Regions from separate parts of the Hordeum vulgare genome. Here regions 1 and 3 are each linked to region 2. The links are chromatin contacts, called in public Hi-C maps. All regions are on one chromosome and are shown on one strand. Each heading gives the region's core, a stretch centred on a gene start, on an enhancer-like site or on the middle of the called end of the contact. The rest is flanking DNA. Distances are from core to core; before and after follow the strand shown. Region 1 holds the start of LOC123443928 (glycerol-3-phosphate acyltransferase 1). Region 2 holds the start of LOC123443927 (S-adenosyl-L-methionine-dependent uroporphyrinogen III methyltransferase, chloroplastic). Region 3 holds the start of LOC123443926 (mitogen-activated protein kinase 10).

Region 1 (2,700 bases), core at 35-2,534, 850 kb before region 2:
GGCCAAAATGACCACTCCCTGTTTTTTGCTTGTTTTAAGGTTGTTCACCACATATACACCATGTGCAGGTGACCATGTGGTCACTCCTTTTTAATCTATTTTCCTAGGTGCAAATCCAACAAAACTGCAGGGGCACCATGTTGGCTTGTAGTAGCATGCAAGACAATGCAAAACGGGATACTCTGAACGTTGGAAATGAAGAAGTCATCACCTGGGAACGTTGGGACTACTCTGAACATGATACTCTGAACGTTGGGACTAGGTAGCAGTAGGTACGTAGTGGTGATGAACTTAAGACAATCGTACGTACACTAGTACTATATTTATAGTAATAATAAAGAGAAAAAGCGCGAACGAGTGCACCTTGCAGTAGGGAGCGCAGAGGTGGTCGGAGCTCCCGACGACGGCAACGTCGGCCATGTTGCCGTCCGCTTCCAACGCCTCCCTCAGTGCCTTGTGCCTCAAGCCCATGTTGTCTGGTCCTGTCCCGCACAGCAGCCCGGTGAAATACCACACGCGCCCTACCTCAACCATCTCAAGCTCGCACCCGACGACCACGTTCGCGGCCATGTACTCTTTGAGGAACCACTCCGCCATCACCCTCGGCGCGCTCGTCAGCGCCACCTTCCTCTTCGCCGGCAGCCAGAGGTGGTCGTACACCTGCGCGTGGAGCCCCTCCATGTAGAACTTTGGCAGGATGGTGCGGGCCACGAGGTCGGCGTCCCGTGGCCTGAGCCCAACGAAGGTGACGAACGTCATGACCCGGACGCCGGCGTCGGAGTGCTCGCCGAGCATGCACACGAGGGGAAAGAAGCAGAGCAGCACCAGCGCCCGGAGCAGGCTGCCGCCCTCGAAGGCGACGAGCATGAAGTAGGGGAAGATGCCGGCGGACCTCAGGAGCCCACCGTGGAAGTCGCACACCACCGTCCCATCAGCAGCGGACGGCATGGCGCGCTCGGAGCTGGAGACGGCTTGAGTGGATGGCTTGGTGTTGGTGGTGGAGTTACGGTAGTACTGGAAGGCATTGCTGCGGAGCTTCCTGGCCGCGCGGTACAAGTTGATGAGCCAGTGGACGGCTATCTTGGGCAGAATGGCGGGGAAGACCATCTCCTGCTTCCTATGCCCGTACGGACACTTTATCTGTGCAAGCTTGACCAACCTGCCTTTCTGCTGGTCTTGCTGGTAGAAATGGCCTAGCCAAGTGCTTGGGATAGGAGAGACGATGAAGGTGGATGGTGCCAGTCGCACTGCTCTAGTGCGTGTTTGCAGGAGATTGATCGGTAACGGGATATATATGGGGATGAGAGGAAGGGGGAGAGAATTAAGGTGGTAGGTGGGAGAAATTAGGAGGCTGACCTATAGGAACATCATTCAAAGGTCCAAATCCGACAAACGTCCGCCAGGGTAAACAATACTACGGTCAGAAAGTGAATAGGAGTATCATTCCCAATAGGTCAACCAGTATGCGCCATATGGCATAGCAGGTTGGACGCCCTTAATTTGGCCAAACTAAATGATGAACAACAAACAAATTCTATAATATCTTTATTCAATGCCTGGAAGTATCATGTATAGTTTGTCCCAAAAATGCTTATATAAGATAACTTTTTTTAACACACGATTTATTGCTGTACCGAATATGCTTTTCATCCCAAAATATAGTGAATATTAGTTATTTTTAAGTCAAACTTCATAAATTTTGAACAAAATAATAGAATTTATCAACATCAAGAATATCAAATCGATGCAATTAGACTCACCATGAAATGTATTCCCATATGGTATATATTTGATATTGAAGATATAGGCAACATCCTCTATGAACTTGGTCCAAATTTGTGAAGCCCGACTTTCGTGAAAATCAATGTGCACTATATCATGGGACAGTGGGACTACAAACTAATGGTTAACATTATTTTCACACAATCATGTTAATTTCCCAACCTCATCTATTTTGGACTTAAGGAGTACAATATAAAATAAATAAATGGATACATTCAGTAACTCTTCAATTTAGAACAGTAAAACTGAATCACTTTCTAGCCTTCACACACCCTATGTGATTATGATGAATTTGAACTTGGGTATGTACAGAAATACTTGAATTGAATCATGAAAAATAAATTATAAGTTGAAATCTATATATCCAGGATGAAAATCCGTAGCTTAATATTTTATCCTAGTTGCCCTCTTAGTCCCCTTTTCAGGTTAGCATGGTGAAACTGCGTTGAGTTGTATATGGTTTTTTCGCTATTTGCATCAACATGAAGCAGAGATGATGGGTTTTGTCCTCCTCTCTGACAAAAGATGTATACTTTTGTGGGTAAGATTATTCCCATACATTGTTCGACATACAGGTCACAAATTCATACATACTTCTTATATAGAACCTAAGGGCATCTTTAAGACGGTCCCGCAAACTGTCCGCATCCCTTCAAACCATGGGGCGGTCCAGACGTGTTTTCTTCCAAAAATTGGAGACAAACGTGGGAGGAGCTTTGCGGGAGTCCAGACATCCGAAACGTAGGACTCCAACACCCCGGCCCACCCGACCCCTGCCCCCTTCCGTCCCCATTTCCTTCCATTTCGCCCCTTCTTTCCCTTGCTTTGCATCCGCACTCTCCACCTCCGCCGTCGTTGTTGTGCCTTTTCGGCCGCCATAGAGGCATTGCTGGACGTCCGCAACCAGCATTGACGTGC
Region 2 (2,700 bases), core at 82-2,581:
ACCACCTCTGAAGGAGTTTAACTATGAGCAGAGAACATTATAGATATTGCATGGAGAAGTATTTCTAGAGAACAGTGGCTATTGGAGCGAGAAGTGTTTATAGTGCTCGATAAACTCGGTCAGTACAGAGTTTGCTATTTAACATTGATGCACATGCAACAAATCCTAAATTAGGACTCGGCTGCTTTCCTCCAATCCGTCTTTTTTTCTAGGATCAAGGACTTCATGCGAAAAGCCATACAGAAATTGGCCTCTCTTGTACCAACTACCAACTGGGACTACTACAAGAATTGTAGAACGGTACTAGTAGATAACTACAGTACTGAGTAGTATTGAAAATATGAAGTGCGTATTACCAGAGGATCGCCGCCTTTCAACCGCACCACATTGGCACCAGCCTCGGCAAAGCTCAGGAGCAACTCATGAATTTCTTCCTGCATTACATTAGAAAGCCGAAAAACTTAGAAAGTGCAGACATATCATTGGAGTTTCAAACTAGAGTACATATAAACCTCAAAGCACCTGATTTTAAATACTAGGAACACGGAATGAATGATCCTTGTGACTGACCTGAGTGCGACTGTGGTATCCAGCCGTCTTGCCGACGTAGAGTAGCCTGGCGCCCTCCGCGACCAAATCGAGCACCTCGTTGGACACGAGGCGATCGTACAGCACTAGGTCCGCTGCCTCGATGGCCCGAACCGCCTTGAGCGTCAGGAGCTCCGGGTCCCCGGGCCCCGTCCCCACCAGCGCCACCCTCCCGGGCCCACCGCCGCCGTCCTTCCCCTCCAGCCCTTTCCCTCTGGACGCCCTGAGAGCCTTCAGAAGCCTCCGCAGCTCCGGGAGCTGCAGAGCGATCTCGTCGTCCCGGCGTCCCGAGGCCGCAGCAGCAGCGGCGGCGGCGGCGGACGAGGGAGAGGAGGAGTCTTGGGCAGTGTAGGACCAGGCGTCGCGGCGGTATCTCGAGGAGGACGTGGCCTCGGTGAACGGCGACGCGGCGGCGCAGATGGCGGCGGCGGAGGAGGAATGCCTCGCGGTGCTGGCGAAAGCGGTGGAGGTCGCGGGAATGGAGGCGGGAAGCGGCTGAAAGCGGGGCGCTCGAAGGGCGAGAGCCATGGCGTCGCAAGGGGTGTGGACCGTGGATTTAGGCAGGGGGTGGTGTTTTATACGGGAGAGAGGTGAGGTGAGGACCGGAGCAGGAGCCGGAGAGCCGGAGGCGGGTGGTTCGTTGTGGTGGTGTGGTTTTGGATGGGCGAAGGGGTGGAGGGCGGAGGGCGGAGGGGATCGGAGTCCAGAGGAAGGAGGGAGGAGGTGGCCCTTCCTTTTTTGATTAGAAAAGTGCGGCCTTGCGAGTGTGGAAGGGCCAGGTTCAATGAACCGCCGCGGGCAGACAACAGGGTTCAGGAGGTAGCCAACTGAGAGTGCCCCTTCGGCGCACTTTTTGGTGCGCCGCCGGCGGCCTTCACGATGGTGTCATGCAGTGTGTCACCGGCGCGCGCATATATACCCAAACCTTTTCTTTTAGATGATATATACCCAAACCTCTGCTGATGGTGGTGAAGGAATCTGCTCAGTGTCTCCGAAATATGAACGTGGCTGGCGGGTGCCAGAGCTTGTTGGTGGGATTGAACGCGCTTCTTAATATGGAAGGAGCAGTTGTTTTAGGTATTCCCTCCGATCACGTTTAGAAGGCATGTTTAAAAATTCTCTAAAACCTAAATGATCATTGATTGGTTGTGTCACAACAAATTAAAAATAGCATTCACACTACATATACATATAGAAGTAGTACAACGGAGTACTAATTAGCTGTTAGAAGTAAATGCAATACGCCATAAATCTTGTCTATTGTGAAAATGCACGTAAATTTAACTATGCCTTCTAAACTGTGATGGAGGAAGTAGTTCATAAAAAATAACCGTATTTCCAGTTGCACTTATTTAAGGGTTCAAAAAATTAAAAATTTGTAACTTTTGATTTAGAATTCAGTTCTATTTTCATAACTGGGTTTCTCGTGGCGAGTTTTTCAAAACTAAATTTCATATAATAGGTTTCGTTGAAAAAAATTGAGGCAACTTTGGATATGATGGAGGCACCTTTAGGCCTTGTACAATGCAAGGTGCTTAGGGAAGGTGCTTAGAGAAATAAACCAGACTTTTCTTAAGCATTGGTGCTTATTTATACAAGTTAGACACTTAATTAGGCACCTCTCCTCTAGAAATAAGCATCGGTGCTTAAGAAAAGCCTGGTTTATTTCTTTAAGCACCTTGCATTGTACAAGGCCTTAGTGTAAATATTTGAGGCACCTTTAGTGCTACATATAAGCATGAGGCACCTTTAGTGTTACATATAAGCAACTTCATTGCATTATGTGTATCAATGAATTTTGCTAACATTATCACGACTTGCGTACCATGGTAGCTCAGTTGCCTATCGTGGATGTTCAGTTGCCTATCATTAATGTCCAGTTGCCTACAATACTATGAAATTACCATTGATGTCGAGTAAGCTGCTATTGGTAATTAGTTGCTTACCATAAATGCTCAGTTGTCTAACTTTGCAAATTAGTTGCCTAAAATATTATGAAGTTGATTATCATTGTTTTTCTCTAAGTTGCCTAAAAACACTATGAAGCTGCTTATCGGTGATGCCCAGTTAACTGTTATTACTGTTCCAGTTGCCTACAATACACTGAAAAGT
Region 3 (2,700 bases), core at 132-2,631, 590 kb after region 2:
AAAGGGGGAGAAAAAAAGATGGCAGTACGTTGGTTGTCCACCACGTTGTTTAGCCAGGTGGAGGCCAACGACCGATCGATCGAAAGTGAGTCGCAAGCTAAGAACCAAAATCAAAAGGGAGAAAACAAAAGTGTGGTAGATGAAAGGGAAGCAAACCAGGGGATACGATTCTATCATGTAATTCGAAAGGTTTATTAGAATCATATCTCACCATTTTATGATTATTTGCTAAAGTATGCGTACATATATTATTTGCAAAGTTGCTCACCGGTGACTATAAAAAGTCTAAACTTCCATTTATTCTGAAAATAAGGGAATGTTTGTACCATAAATTTTTTGGCGTTCACTAGTGAACGTAACCATAATCTAGTGCCGCTTTAAATTTTATGTTTCAAGATACCTTCTCTAAATTACAACAAATATTACTTATTTTGAATTATCAGCGTGCATGTATTCCTTTCATATGAATTGCAGCAGAGAAGAGCGACTCGAGTCCGTTTCACCTTTCCGGTCCTAAAAACCCGTTCACACATTACTTCGCCATGCCACAACCTTTGAGTTGAGGAGAGTAATCAATTACTCCTAAACATTCGATCGCGAACTCCATGTTTGTCCACGATAGAAAATTTGGATGTCCTTTTCTTCTAGATAGGAAGCATTACATACAATTTATAGTATGCAATAAATGTCATGATATCGAATCCTGAAATAACGCAAAAGGATAATAACATTAAATCAGGGGAGTGAGAATTACAAATTAATCTAAAAATAGATTAAAGTCATACCAGATGGTCAGAGAATCGAGTATAAACAACTATCCCCTCTGTTCGGAATTGTTGAGCACTATAGTATTTCGGTCCAAAATTTGACCATGTGTAAAACTAGCAAGATGTAAATTATGCGATACAAAAAGGTATATTGCTAATTTTTTATTTGGAAGAGGTTTCTCGTAGTATAATTTGGGTGACATATAATTTGCATTTTATTTGTTAATTTATTTTACCAAACTTTAGTCTAAAACACGAGAGGTCCTTAAAACCCGGGACAGAGATACTACCAATTACATTACGCTAAAATAAAATACAAAAAGGGATTTGACATTTGGGAAGCCACATTTTCCCGTTGTCACTGACCTCTCACCGGTAATCCACCGTATACAAGCGGCATTAACTAAATTAAATATAAAAATGGGTGAGACGAGGCGAAGGAAGGAGGAGCAAAGCTGAAGCGAGAAATGGGGTTCCAACCCCCACGCGACCCACGACAGGCGGCCAACCGGGGAAGGGGAAGGGGAAGAAGGGCAATCTCGTCCGTCCGCGCACGGAAATCAAAACAGGATTCCTTTCATTTCATTTCATGGCAACAAAAACAAGCCAAACACACTGCCTGCCTCCTCTCTCTCTCTCTCTCTCTCTCCACCCGTCCTCCTCTCTCCCTCTATCTCTCTTATTCCCCTCCCGGAGCCCGAGCGCAGACCAGGAGAGGAGGAGGAGGAACAGGAGAGAGAGGGAGAGAGCGCGCGCGGGAGCCCTAGCCCTGCCCCCAGCGCCCCGTCGCTAGGGTTAGGGTCTCCCCCCCAGTTTCCCGCCCTCCCTTCGTCGCCTCGTCTCGTCTCACGATCCGCCCGCCGGCGTCCTGCCGCGTCTGCGCTTTTCGGCCTCGCCTGCCCGGCGCCAGCAAATGCCGTGTGTCTGACCGTAGTGACTCGGAGGCGGCCCTATTGCTGTTGTTCCCGCCCGTACGGCACGGCGGAGCTGAGGAGGTTCGGGGCGAGATCCGGTGAGCGCCGAGATGCAGCAGGACCAGCGCAAGAAGGTGGGCTCCTTCCCAGAGATCCCTAGCATTTCTGTGTGCGTGAATTCCGCCCCAGTCCAGCTGATCGATGCAGCTGAGCTGCTCCTGCGCTTCCTTTCCCTCGCTTTCTTTTATTTATTTATTACGTACTACTATTATTTCGAGGGAATGCTTTTGCCTTGGTTGTTTTCGGGTCTCTGTCCGTTCAAGCCCTTCGTTTTCCCTCTCTGTTCGGCACGATTTCTTGTTTCTGTGCTGGGCATCGCTCCGATAGATTTGGCGTTCCGCCGTATCACTATTCTCATTCCGGTGCCGGGCCAATTCGGATGTTTGAATTTAGTTTTATTCCCACAAGGGTAGGTATTTTCCCTCTGTAACCCGAGTCTCTACTATGATCATGTCGGTCCTTCTCGCTTTCATCTTCTTGTCCCGTCGCATCGCCATTGCCTTGTGCGCAGTCTTCCTTCTATATTTGGGAAAAAAAGGTGTGATTTGGCGCTCCTTTACTGCGTATAACAGCTCCCAGTTCACATGCAAAAGTTGACCGCGTTCTGTGACCTCGAGACGCTGCCCGCGGAAACACATTGCGGCTGTTGCTTTTCCTTGTCGGTGGGCAAAGCTGTTGGCTTTTCTTGTGGGGGTTCTCTTCTCCCGATCCGTGCACGACCAATTGACTCACAAGTGGTGCGTGCGTGTCACGATTTCAGTTTCGCAATCAAGATCTTGCTCCTCAAGAAAATTTCTTGATCTATCTGCACAGCAGTTGAATTTGGCATCTATTCCTTAATACTGGTTGTAGCTTCCCAATGATTAGTTATTTTACATGTCGTCCATTAAAAGTATCTGGAGATCTGCCATCATTTTTGCGACCCACCACCTACCGTGCCATTTCTGCTTCGCTTGACA

Evidence for each region. A called contact is a pair of places that touch in the nucleus more often than the background predicts.
Region 1: a Hi-C map of leaf shows a contact between it and region 2, with 6 times the contacts expected there. The contact joins the promoter of LOC123443928 here to the promoter of LOC123443927 in region 2. A contact is called at or near these places in 3 of 6 Hi-C or Micro-C datasets (leaf and seedling).
Region 3: a Hi-C map of seedling shows a contact between it and region 2, with 5 times the contacts expected there. The contact joins the promoter of LOC123443926 here to the promoter of LOC123443927 in region 2. A contact is called at or near these places in 3 of 6 Hi-C or Micro-C datasets (leaf and seedling) and 1 of 1 datasets of contacts at active chromatin or transcription factors (embryo).

What each region holds. Positions count from the first base shown.
Region 1 is chr3H:385,510,765-385,513,464 of MorexV3_pseudomolecules_assembly, reverse strand. LOC123443928 (glycerol-3-phosphate acyltransferase 1) reads right to left here and starts at 1,284. Exons shown (of 2, transcript XM_045120492.1): 1 at 364-1,284. The coding sequence starts at 1,107.
Region 2 is chr3H:384,664,512-384,667,211 of MorexV3_pseudomolecules_assembly, reverse strand. LOC123443927 (S-adenosyl-L-methionine-dependent uroporphyrinogen III methyltransferase, chloroplastic) reads right to left here and starts at 1,331. Exons shown (of 6, transcript XM_045120490.1): 1 at 571-1,331; 2 at 357-434. The coding sequence starts at 1,116.
Region 3 is chr3H:384,073,108-384,075,807 of MorexV3_pseudomolecules_assembly, reverse strand. LOC123443926 (mitogen-activated protein kinase 10) reads left to right here and starts at 1,381. Exons shown (of 10, transcript XM_045120489.1): 1 at 1,381-1,815. The coding sequence starts at 1,792.